3 separate regions of the Sus scrofa genome follow, and all the other regions are linked to region 2. A link is a contact called in public Hi-C and HiChIP or PLAC-seq data. All regions are on one chromosome and are shown on one strand. Each heading gives the region's core, a stretch centred on a gene start, on an enhancer-like site or on the middle of the called end of the contact. The rest is flanking DNA. Distances are from core to core; before and after follow the strand shown. Region 1 overlaps DOT1L (histone-lysine N-methyltransferase, H3 lysine-79 specific). Region 2 has its middle 6.0 kb from the start of MKNK2. Region 3 overlaps DOT1L (histone-lysine N-methyltransferase, H3 lysine-79 specific).

Region 1 (3,803 bases), core at 648-3,147, 130 kb after region 2:
GAACAATTCCCGTGTCCATCAGTGGATGAACCATGTGCTCCACACATGGGAACATCACTCAGCCATCAAAAGGAGACAAACACCGGCTACCACCTGGATGGACCCTGAGACACGATGCTCAGTGAGAGAAGCAGACACAGAAGGACACACAGTGTGGGATGCCATGGATGGGAAACGTCCAGAACAGGCATATCCAGACACAGAACGTCTCTGGGTGAGCGCTGGAGACAGCTTTTAACCTGCCCCCATCTGCACACCACCACTAGTGCTGCGAGGTGCCCGAGAGGCCCTCCTCTGTAAGATGGGGTGGCACTGCCCAGCAGGCCTCACCCGGGAGGAATGGCTACAGGTTGGTCACCCTCCAGAGCATAGGGAAACCACCCTATCCTAAGGTGTGCAGGAGCTGCCCTGGTCGGGGTCCATCCTGGGGTTCTTGGATCCTGCCCTCCTGGGCCTGCCATCGCTCCCTGTACATGGCCCAGCCAGGCTTGGGGTGCAGACCCAAGTCCCAAATCCTTAAGGCGCTGCACGGGGAAAAGCTTGCACTGCAGGCCTGAGGCTGCATCCCTGGAAGGCCCCTGGGCGTCTGGCAAACATAGGCTCCTGCTGTCCTCTCAGTATCTGGGGTCTCTTCATGACCAGCCCCAGTGAGAACCCGGGCTGGGTTCTGTGAGCCCCCTGGGGGCTGCACCTCTGCTGTGGTGTCACGTTTGAGGGAGATTAGGCGCACCCGTGGACTCTGAAAGCTGTGTCTGGTGCCGTGGACCCACCCCATGCCTCCTCCCTCTGCTGATTCTGCTGTCCTGTCCCTGCTGCGTCCTGGGCCTGTCAGGCTCTTCCCCTGGGACTTCTCTCTCCAGGGTCTCTGGATCCTCCCCTCCTGGGCCTGCTATTGCTCCCCATTCAAGCCACACCATGTCAAGCCACAGAGCTACTGTTCAGCAAGGCAAGAACACAGCCACTGTCCCATCCTCACCTGCCAGCCCTGTACTGGCTGATGATGGTGACTGGCTGAGATGGCTCCGAGTCACTGAGGCCAAAGTGCCCGAGTCAGCAGCAGCAGAAAAATGTGCATGGCTTTCCTATAACCCTCAGCAGGGGCTCGTGACCGACCTCAAGGTAACCAAGACCCCCAGCTAAGGAGGAATGCTATGGGAGCACAGACAAGGAGCGCCCCCAGCCTGCACAGGCAAGAGGGCTGCTATCTGCATGGCCGTCCTTGCCACGGGGAGACACAAGCAGGACAGGGACATCCCCACCCAGGACATTCAGCATCACCACAGACGTCCTCCTGAGCCACCACCCACCACTGTACGGAACACATACTCCAATCTCAAGGGAAAGAGCATGGCCTCCAGGAAGCACCCATTCCTACAGGGAGACCAGGGTGGCTTACCCCAGAGACGGGGGGGCCAGAGCTGCTGACGGGTGGCCCTGGGCTGTAACTGTGCTACTGACCCAGGAGCAGCTCAGGGACACAGACACAGTGCAGTACCAGACCACCCGACCATGGACGAGCCTCCTGGGAGGGGCAGCCTCACCCAGAGGGAGCCCACGCCACCCCCTGGCCAGATGCCTGGCCGGGGCCCTTCCCCTGAGGCATTTCCTGGACACAGGCACCTGCTGTTGTGCCAGGGTCACCACCAAGTGCCAGCAGCACATGGTTACCCGGGTATTTCCAGCCAGAGGGGGTGCCCCGAGGTGTGACAGATGCCGGCAGAAGCCAGCGTAGGGAGGGGACAAGCTCTGATACTGGGAAAAGCATGCTGGGCTATTCTTAGGCTCCATTGGCCTCGTTCCCTTTTCAGTTACTCAGTGACGGAGACAGGACTCCGCCTGCCAGCCCAGGCGCCTGATCCAAGCCACACAGAGCCGCAGGGAGGGCCCTCCAGACCCAGCACACAAGCTCCTGCCAAATCTGAGTGTTCGGCAGGGACTGTCACTATGCCCGCCTGGAGCAGGGCCGCCTGGAGCCAGCTGCTCCAGACATGGCCACCAAGGCCGCAACCAAGTGTCCTCTGAGCTGAGCTCTGCTCCAGCCACTTTGTAGGGGCCACGGTGCAGCTGATGAGCAAGGTTTCCATGCAGGGAGCCCTGCCAGTGCTCCAACTGATGTGCCACTGACCCCTGGAGACACCACCGGGCCAGGCGTTGCTGCCTGGCAGTGCCAAGGGGAGGAAGAAGTGAGAGGCAACCTTCCAGGGCAAGCAGCCACCTCTCCCTCCAGCCATGGGGTAGGCACCAGCAGCCGAAAACACACTCCAAGGAAAGTGGCAGAGGCTGCAGCAGGTGGACGGGGGCATCCCTGGGGCCTGCACCAACGCAGACTTTGCAATACATGCTCGAACCCTTGGCCCTCTCACCAGAGGCAGGGGTACTTTCTCAATGTAAAAGCCCATGTCTGGAATTCCCATTGTGGCTCAGCAGTAATGAACCTGACTAGTATCCATGAGGACAAGAGTTTGATCTCTGGCCTCGCTCAGTGGGTTAAGGACCCAGGGTTGCCACAAGCTGTGGCAAAGGTCACAGATGCAACTTGGATCTGGCATTGCTGTGGCTGTGGTGTAGGCTGGCAGCTGCAGCTCCAATTTGACCCCTAGCCTGGGAACTTTCATATGCCACAGGTGTGACACTAAAAAGGAAAAAAGAAAAAAAAAAAAAAAAGCCTATGTCTTAGGTCATGAGGTCTCAGGAATATGGTATGCTGCCCAGGAACTCTCAGCAGCATACTGGTGGATCTGGTGCAAGAAGGAAGGTTCCTGGAAACAAACCAATGGGACTGACTGCCCTCAGCCTGAACAAGGAATGCCAGAGGTCTTCAGATGTGGGAGGGACATGTGGGGGCCAGAGGATACACCCCTTCACTTTCCATGGAGGGTAGAGAATCTTCAAGAAATTCCACGAGCAGCAAGGAAGGGGTTCTGGGTTTGTGCTGTGGATGTGCAAGTCCTGCTGCAAAAAAAGCAGAGGAGAAGTTATGCACCAGCACCACCCTGGCACAAGATCGAGACATCGAAAGAAAGGAAAACCAAAAACTGGTCCCCTCAGGGGTGCAAATCCCCTCGACAAAATAGGATCAAACCCCAAACTCGACAATGCATGAAGGAACTATATACCATAGGACTAAGTAGGATTGATCCCAGAAGCAGAGGGCTGGCTCAACCTCCGTGCTCCTCACATCAAAAGGCCAAAGAATAAAATTGCACCATCATGTTGACAAATACACAAACAGCATGAACACAAGATAAAAATTTCCAGAAAAACAAGAATAGAGAAGCACTCTGTCAATGTGAAAGAGAACATCCACAAAAATACCCAAAGCTAACATCACATTCATGGCAAGAAACTCTAGGCCTTGCCCTCTTGCCACGCTTGTCCACACTCCAGCTAACACAGTAAGACAAGAAAGGAAAGGGTGGAGAATGGGAAGACATGTTCAAAGGCAACAGGATCAGAGTTTCTGATGTGGCTCAGGAGGCTAAGAACCTGACTAGAATCCATTAGGATGTGGGTTCAATCCATGGCCTCTCTCAGTGGCTAAGGATCCGGTATTAGCACAAGCTGCAGCATAGGTCACAGATGTGGCTTGGATCCTGCATTGCTGTGGCTATGCTAAAGGCCAGCAGCTACAGCTCTGATTCAACCCCTAGCCTAGGAACTTCCATATGTCACAGGTGTGGCCATAAAAAGGGAAAGAAAGAAAGAAAAAGAAAGAAAGGGAGGGAGAGAGAAAGAAAGAAAGGGTGAGTGACAGGATTGTCTATGAAGAGAATCCAAAGAATCAACAACAACAACAAAAAAAC
Region 2 (3,347 bases), core at 155-2,654:
GACAGGAACCACAAGCCCCAGGTCTTATCCATCCCCCAGATAAGGGAGGGTGACAGGCAGGATCATCACTGCTGGGCTGGGGCCTCTGGACGTGGGGCCCGGCAGCAGGAACATCTGATGCAAGTGGCTGTAAGTGTCCCTTCCTACTGGCTGACTCACAGCCTGCTCCATTCCAATGGCTCAGCAGTCCTGGGGACAGAGCCAGGCCCGCTGTCCTCTTTGGGGGTGGGGAGAGGGCAGGGAGAAAGGAAAGCAGGGGCGGGTGTGGCCAGCAGCTCTGAGAGCTGGCCTGCCTTCCTGGATGTGGGTGTTTTGGCAGCTGTGGGGCCCGTCCTGCTGTGATGGCAGCCTGGAGGGGAGTGGGGGTGCTGTGGAGCCTCCCAGGGGTCAATCAGTGAAAGTCCCCAAGGGAGGGTTGGGGGCGTGGTTGCAGGCTGAGCAGTGCTGGCCCAACAGATGGCCAAAGGCCACCACTCTGCCCCAGTGATCGGGGACAGGGCACTTGCTTTTTGTCCCATTTTCTTTCTGCCCCGTGGTCCAAGGCAGTGGACACCAAGGTGGCTCTCTGGGGAGCCAGGTCGCCCACTCCCAGCTGACCTACTCCCCAGCAGTGACCCAGGCATCACAAACGTGAGCCCTTAGTTTTGAGGAGAGTTGGAAGGGCTTTCCCCAGAAACTGTGGATATAAAATCTTATGAGGCAGCCTTCTTTGCAAATGAGATTAAGGGCTGTGAGATGGGGATGATCTGGATTAGGGAGGTGGGCAGTGTCACCACAGGGTCCTTATAAGAGGAAGGCGGGGGGTGGGGTGTCAAAGGCAAAGAAGGGAAATGCCAGGCTGCTGACTGTGAGGATGGAGGAAGGGGCCTCAGGCCAGGGATGAAGTGCCTCTAGAAGCAGAAGATGTAGGAACTGACTCTCCCCTGGAGTCTACAGAAGGACCAGCCCTGACCACATCTGGGTTTGCCCTCTGAAACTTTTGACCTCTAGGACTGTCAGAGAATAAAGTTCTATCATTTTGAACACCTAAATCTATGGTAACTTTTTATGGTGTCCCTAGGAGGCTCATTACAGGCACTAATATCCGCAGTAACCTAGAGTTCCCATTTAGCAGATGAGCAAAATGAGGCAAGTCCAATCAGGGCGGGGCGGGGGGGAGGCCAACTGACTCCTGCTTCCTGACCAGGGATTCTGATGGGTCTGGGGTCAGGATCGATGTGTTCAGGGGGCCCATAGACCTCGCAGCCTGGACTCCTGGGCCCAGTTCTGCTGACCTGCTGGAGGCCCCAGAGGCCACTGCGGCGGGAGGCGGGAAGGGGGCGGCGGTGTTCTGTCTGACTACGGGGCTGGCGCAGGGACCAGGCTCCAGGAATGTCCTCCCCCGGGGTTGGATTTGCTTGTGCTGCTAAACGCTCCAGCCGATCTGCTGCCGGGCGTGTGACCTGGCGCCTTTGAACCCTCCCCGCCCTCTGCAGCGGGACGCCAGAGGCGCCCAGCCCAGTTCCCACGCCGTGACCCCCGCCAGGCATGCCTTCCCTGGGTGCTTCTTCCTCAACCGCGTAGCGGGGCTGCCCAGGGAGACTTTCGCCCATTGCTCTGTGCTGGCGGTCGGCGGGGGTCGGTGGCGGGGACACGGTGGACTGCAGGTCCTGGGCCGGGTGCCCTGGGTATCCGGGTGGCCGCGCCTGCGCCCTGGTTCACGCGCTGGGCCCCTAGGCCCCGAGGCGGGAAGAGTTACCAGAGCAACGCGTTTGCGTCACCGAACTAGGCACAGCGCCCCGGCTCTCAGGGAGTGGGAGGTGGGGCCTTGGCCCTGGGCCAATAGAATTCCAGAGACTGAATGTGTGGGGCGTGACCTGGGGGGGGGGCTGCTCTCCTGCCAATGAGGTTGTTGTAGTCGAGGCCACACTAGGAGGATCACGCCCCTTTAAAGGAACCACGAGCGTCTCACCGTATTGGCGCACAACCAAGCGGTAAGGGGTCCGCAGGTCTCCCTGAGCCTCAGTTTACCCAGGGGCACGGGGGCGTCGCATTCAGAGCTCTCAGTTCTTAGGAAAGGGCCCCGCAGCCACCCCCTCGCCCCACCTCTGAGGATGACCCACACCCTGCAGCTTTAGGGCGAGCGCGCCCCTCAAAAGACCGTTAGGCACCGGGGGGCCGGATTTGTCCCCAGGCCTGGGCCCCTGGAATCACTACTCCCCAGGGTCCAGGGAACATCCCTTAGGAGGACTCTATCTCCGTCTGTAGGTCCAGGAGGTTGGTTCCTGTCCTCAAGTCCCAGTGTCCTGGCACTGTCCCCAATAGCCCTCGGTTCCGATAGCAGAAAGCAAAGGCGATTGGTGGTGAGGGACTGTTTCCTGTGGACTCTGGGCGGCAATGGCCACAGCCGTAATGTACCCACTCTAAATGGGCCCTCTTCTCTGCTATCAGGTGGCCCAGGTCAATGAAACAGTAATCAGGGGTAAGAAGTCACAGTGGCTGATCCTGGGAGTAGACAGCAGCAAAAGTCACACAAATACACACACAGACACACACACAGGCAAGCCCCTGCCCAAACTACTGACTTGCACCCTGCGGGTCTCAAGCCTGGAGTGCCCCCAGGGGTGGTCTATGAGGTGTGGAGATGCCTGGGGTCCTGCCCAGTCTCTGCCACAGTTGGTGTCAAACAATAGGCTGGCATCTGGAGGGGAGGCTGGGCCCAGAGATCTGGGGAGGAGGGGGACAATTAGCTAGGTGGGGTCCCTAGTCCATGTTAGGCTTTGTGATATGGACCCAGCTACTTCCTGGTGTCCCTCTTTCCTGTTCCTCCATCACTTCCAGCCCCAGCACGCAGAGACACCACTAACTTGGGGTGTCCTGTTTGACCCTTGTTTCCTGGGGCGACTTAAGATGTTAGCTTTAGGGGAAACTGGGCGGAGGGCATCCAGGACCTCACAGTACAATTTGTGCAACTTTTCTGTAAGTCCAAAACTAGTTCAAAATAAAGTAAAATGATAAAGCACACCACTAGTATTAAGCATTTTTTTTTTTTTTTTTTTTTTTTTTTTTTTTTTTTGTCTTTTCAGGGCTGCACCCGTGACATATGGAGATTCCCAGGCTAGGGGTCCAATTGGAGTGGTAGCCGCTGGCCTACACCACAGCCACAGCAATGCTAGATCTGAGCCGTGTCTGAGACCTACACCACAGCTCATGGCAATGCTGGATCCTTAACCCACTGATCAAGGCCAGGGATTGAACCTGCGTCCTCATGGATACTGGTCAGGTTCACTAACCACTGAGCCATGACAAGAACATTATTGTCTCCTCTGTAAAAGAATGACCTGTGGGTGCAGCATGGCCCTCTAAGG
Region 3 (3,354 bases), core at 742-3,241, 160 kb after region 2:
GTTCAGACACAGAACAGCTCTGGCAGGGTTGGTATCCCTCATACAGCCCTGCCCTGCCAGCCCCGTGCCCACCCCCAGACCTGGATGGAAAGCTTTCCTGCTGCCTGAGGCACACTCCGAAGACCAACACAGCTGCTCAGGGCTGCTCAATACACAGCGCCTTTCCCCCACGATCACACATGCCTCAGCTCTGAGGAGAGGAAATGTGTAACGTGAACCTCCATTAAGGGATGTAACATCACAGTCTGAATCTACTTAAACATCTCAAAACTCAGTAGAGTAAGTTTGCTTTTTTTTTGGCCGTACTTGTGGCATGTGGAAGTTCCCAGGCCACATATTGAACCCTTGCCACAGCAGCGACAACACTGGATCCTTAAGCTGCTGCACCACCAGGAAACTCCCAGTTTGCTAAATTTTTTTTTGTCTTTTTAGTGCCACACACGCAGCATATGGAGGTTCCTAGGCTAGGGGTCCAGGTGGAGCTGTAGCTGCCAGTGTGCCAGATCTGAGCTGCATCTGCGACCTACATCACAGTTCACAGCAACGCCGGATCCTTAACCCACTGAGCGAGGCCAGGGATCGAACCCTCATCCTCATGGATGCTAGTCAGATTCATAAACCGCTGAGCCACGGCGGGAACTCCCCAGTTTGCTATTTTAATAACAACCTTATATTTCATCCAGAAGTTTCCCTCTCACGGGTTTATAGGATGGAGCAAAGGCGGGTGATGAGGGAGGCACTGAGGGGCAACACAGGAAACCCCTCTCCCCCCTTCTTGTTTTCTGTCTCCTAGGGGTCCTGTTGCTCGGTATTCCCCAGTGCCTGTGCCTTGTCTCCTTGGCTATAGGATGACAGTCATGTTCCTTTTTCCACCTCAGGGTGATGCCTGGAAGCCTCTTTGGCACCTTCTCTGTCTCTCCAAGCTGTTCCTCCTGTTCCCACCAGCCAGGTCTCTCAGGCCTGTGGCATTGAGCAATACCCCGAGTGTTCATTGAGGCCGTGCTGGTGTCTCATGTGGGTCCCTGCATCCAAAGATGGACCCCTGGAGTTCCCTGGTGGCTCAGTGGTTAAGGATCTGGCATTGTCACTGCAGCAGCATGGGTCACTGCTGTGGTGCAGGTTCAATCCTTGGCTCAGGAACTTCCGCATGCCAAGGGCACACACGCACACAAAAAGTGGACCCCAAAACACTCTATCTCGACTATGCCAAAACCAATTATATCATCATGTAGTTTTGTAAGGTACCACCACTGGGAGAAGCTGAGTAAAGAGAACACAGGATGTCTCTGTTATTTCTTATAGCTGAGCAAGAATCTATGATTACCTCAAAATTAAAAGTTTAATTAAGAAATAAAAGAGGAGTTCCCATCATGGCATAGTGGAAACAAATCCGACTAGGAACCATAAGGTTGTGGGTTCGATCCCTGACCTTGCTCAGTGGGTTAAGGATCTGTCGTTGCTGTGGCTGTGGTGTAGGTTGGCAGCTGTAGCTCTGATTAGACCCCTAGCTTGGGAACCTCCATGTGCTGTGGATGCGACCCTAAAAAGAGAAAAAGACAAAAAAAGAAAAGAAAGAAAAAAAAAGAGAGACTGGTGGGGGCAGGCCCCCTGTAGCTCTGTCACCTCCTCCCCTAATACACATCCAAAGTTCTGGCTGCCTCAGGCTCCCCCCACCAGGAACAGTACACAGTTCCTGAGTACTGGCAGTTGGCTCTTGGGGGACCAAAGCTAAGAGCCACACACACCGGACTTTTCTGACTATCCTTTCCTCTTTTAAGGTGGCTACTTCACCCAAAGAAAGCCATCAAAGGGTTAATCTGCCTTGTACCTTAGATGGATTAGGCAGGACTCACAGCAGAGGTAAGATCAGAAAATACTCCGTGAGTCACAGGGAGGGATGGCTCACTCGGCCAGCCGCCCACTTCAGCTACTACTCACAGCCGAGTTAAGGGCATGACTGCTCAGCGGGCATTCATCAGAGACTCGTGGGCTCTCAGGAGGAAGCCGGGGGCGGGGACAGTCACCCTGGGCTGTTCCACACCCACAGCCTGGGTGAGTCACAGAGGGAAGGACCACTGCACACCCTAGCAGGCTCTCGCCCAGACCACCTGCTCCCTCTGAGCTGAGACTCCGTTTTTGCACCAAAAGAAGGGCCGTCCTGCTTTAGAAATGCCACCATGAGCTATAAGTCGATATTAGGGAACCCGCGGCCACAGATGGAACAAGTCCCGCTCGATACCCCCGCCCTCCTATTTGTCAACTGAGCTTAAGCCCGTTTTCAAGGCTGGACATTTCCATGTGTGGACGGTTGTGGTTGCTTGTACTTCCCCCTGTGGATGTCCCCTCCTCAGAGAAGCCACCCACACCTCCTCCAGCCCCTCCCTCTGGGACCTCAGCAGATATATGCCTGACAATACACCTCTACTGGACGTCTATGTTTATAGATTACCTCCCAGCCATCCTTTGTTTGTGTTTCTTGAGATTAAGAATATTGTCTACTACCCTCTGTGTCCCCTGGAACACAGTGAATTATTCGGGAGGTACTTGGAGAATGAATGAATCAATGAACAAACAAGCTCAGTCATTTCAAAAGTGTGGTCACATGAGTAATCTGACCTTCTGAAAAGTCGAGCTTCTGAAAGTAGCCCATTTTCTTAACGTATTCATCACCAAGTCATCATAAAATAGGAACTCTTAAAAAGCACTGCCATCTCATTTCCCGTGAGAAAGCAAGATTCCTCAGGGGGGACATAGAAGGGTAGCAGATGTCACCATAAAGCCTGAGGAAGGTTGTGGCTCACTAAGCACTTCACGGGGTCCTTGTGACCACCGGCCTGGTAGTGAAACAGCCACAGCAGGAATGGCTGCTGACGTCAGGTGGAGCATCAGGCAAGCAGCGCACACCCACACCCTGCCAAGAAAGGCCCCGGCCAACAGTGGAAAGACACTCTCCACTTCAGAACCACCTGCCACCAGAAAGCCAGGTCCCAACCAGGGCCTGGATACACGAGGCCTTATTTACAAGAGTTACAAATCTCTGTGGCTTTGCTCTGCCCCAAATAAAAGTTGGTGATGGGGACAACACGACCACCTCCAGATGAACTTCATCTTAGTTTCAAGTGCCTGAGTGCTGCGCCATTGTGGCTTTCTAAACGCTTCCAATACTCAATGTAGCAATTTTTTTTTTTTTTTTGTCTTTTTGCCATTTCTTGGGCCGGTCCCGCGGCATATGGAGGTTCCCAGGCTAGGGGTTGAACCAGAGCTGTAGCCACCAGCCTACACCAGAGCCACAGCAATGCAGGATCTGAGCTGCGTCTGCAACCTACGCCACAGCTCACGGCAACGTCAGATCCT

What was found. A called contact is a pair of places that touch in the nucleus more often than the background predicts. HiChIP or PLAC-seq counts read pairs in DNA pulled down with a chosen protein or histone mark.
Region 1: a Hi-C map of liver shows a contact between it and region 2, with 6 times the contacts expected there. The contact joins two enhancer-like sites. A contact is called at or near these places in 2 of 47 Hi-C or Micro-C datasets (heart right ventricle and liver).
Region 3: an H3K27ac HiChIP or PLAC-seq map of alveolar macrophages shows a contact between it and region 2. The contact joins two enhancer-like sites. A contact is called at or near these places in 1 of 47 Hi-C or Micro-C datasets (embryonic fibroblasts) and 1 of 2 datasets of contacts at active chromatin or transcription factors (alveolar macrophages).

What each region holds. Positions count from the first base shown.
Region 1 is chr2:76,373,130-76,376,932 of Sscrofa11.1, reverse strand. All of the region lies in intron 7 of DOT1L (histone-lysine N-methyltransferase, H3 lysine-79 specific), which reads right to left. Among named protein-coding and RNA genes, the nearest start is that of SF3A2, 30 kb to the left of the region's middle. Within about 2 kb of position 1,897, at least 25 of the 83 cell types and tissues checked have an H3K27ac peak or open chromatin away from gene starts, as enhancers often do. A contact at or near this core is called in liver, where this site is marked.
Region 2 is chr2:76,502,643-76,505,989 of Sscrofa11.1, reverse strand. No RefSeq gene overlaps it. Among named protein-coding and RNA genes, the nearest start is that of MKNK2, 6.0 kb to the left of the region's middle. Within about 2 kb of position 1,404, at least 75 of the 83 cell types and tissues checked have an H3K27ac peak or open chromatin away from gene starts, as enhancers often do. A contact at or near this core is called in alveolar macrophages, embryonic fibroblasts and liver, where this site is marked.
Region 3 is chr2:76,341,733-76,345,086 of Sscrofa11.1, reverse strand. All of the region lies in intron 1 of DOT1L (histone-lysine N-methyltransferase, H3 lysine-79 specific), which reads right to left. Among named protein-coding and RNA genes, the nearest start is that of DOT1L, 4.0 kb to the right of the region's middle. Within about 2 kb of position 1,991, at least 30 of the 83 cell types and tissues checked have an H3K27ac peak or open chromatin away from gene starts, as enhancers often do. A contact at or near this core is called in alveolar macrophages and embryonic fibroblasts, where this site is marked.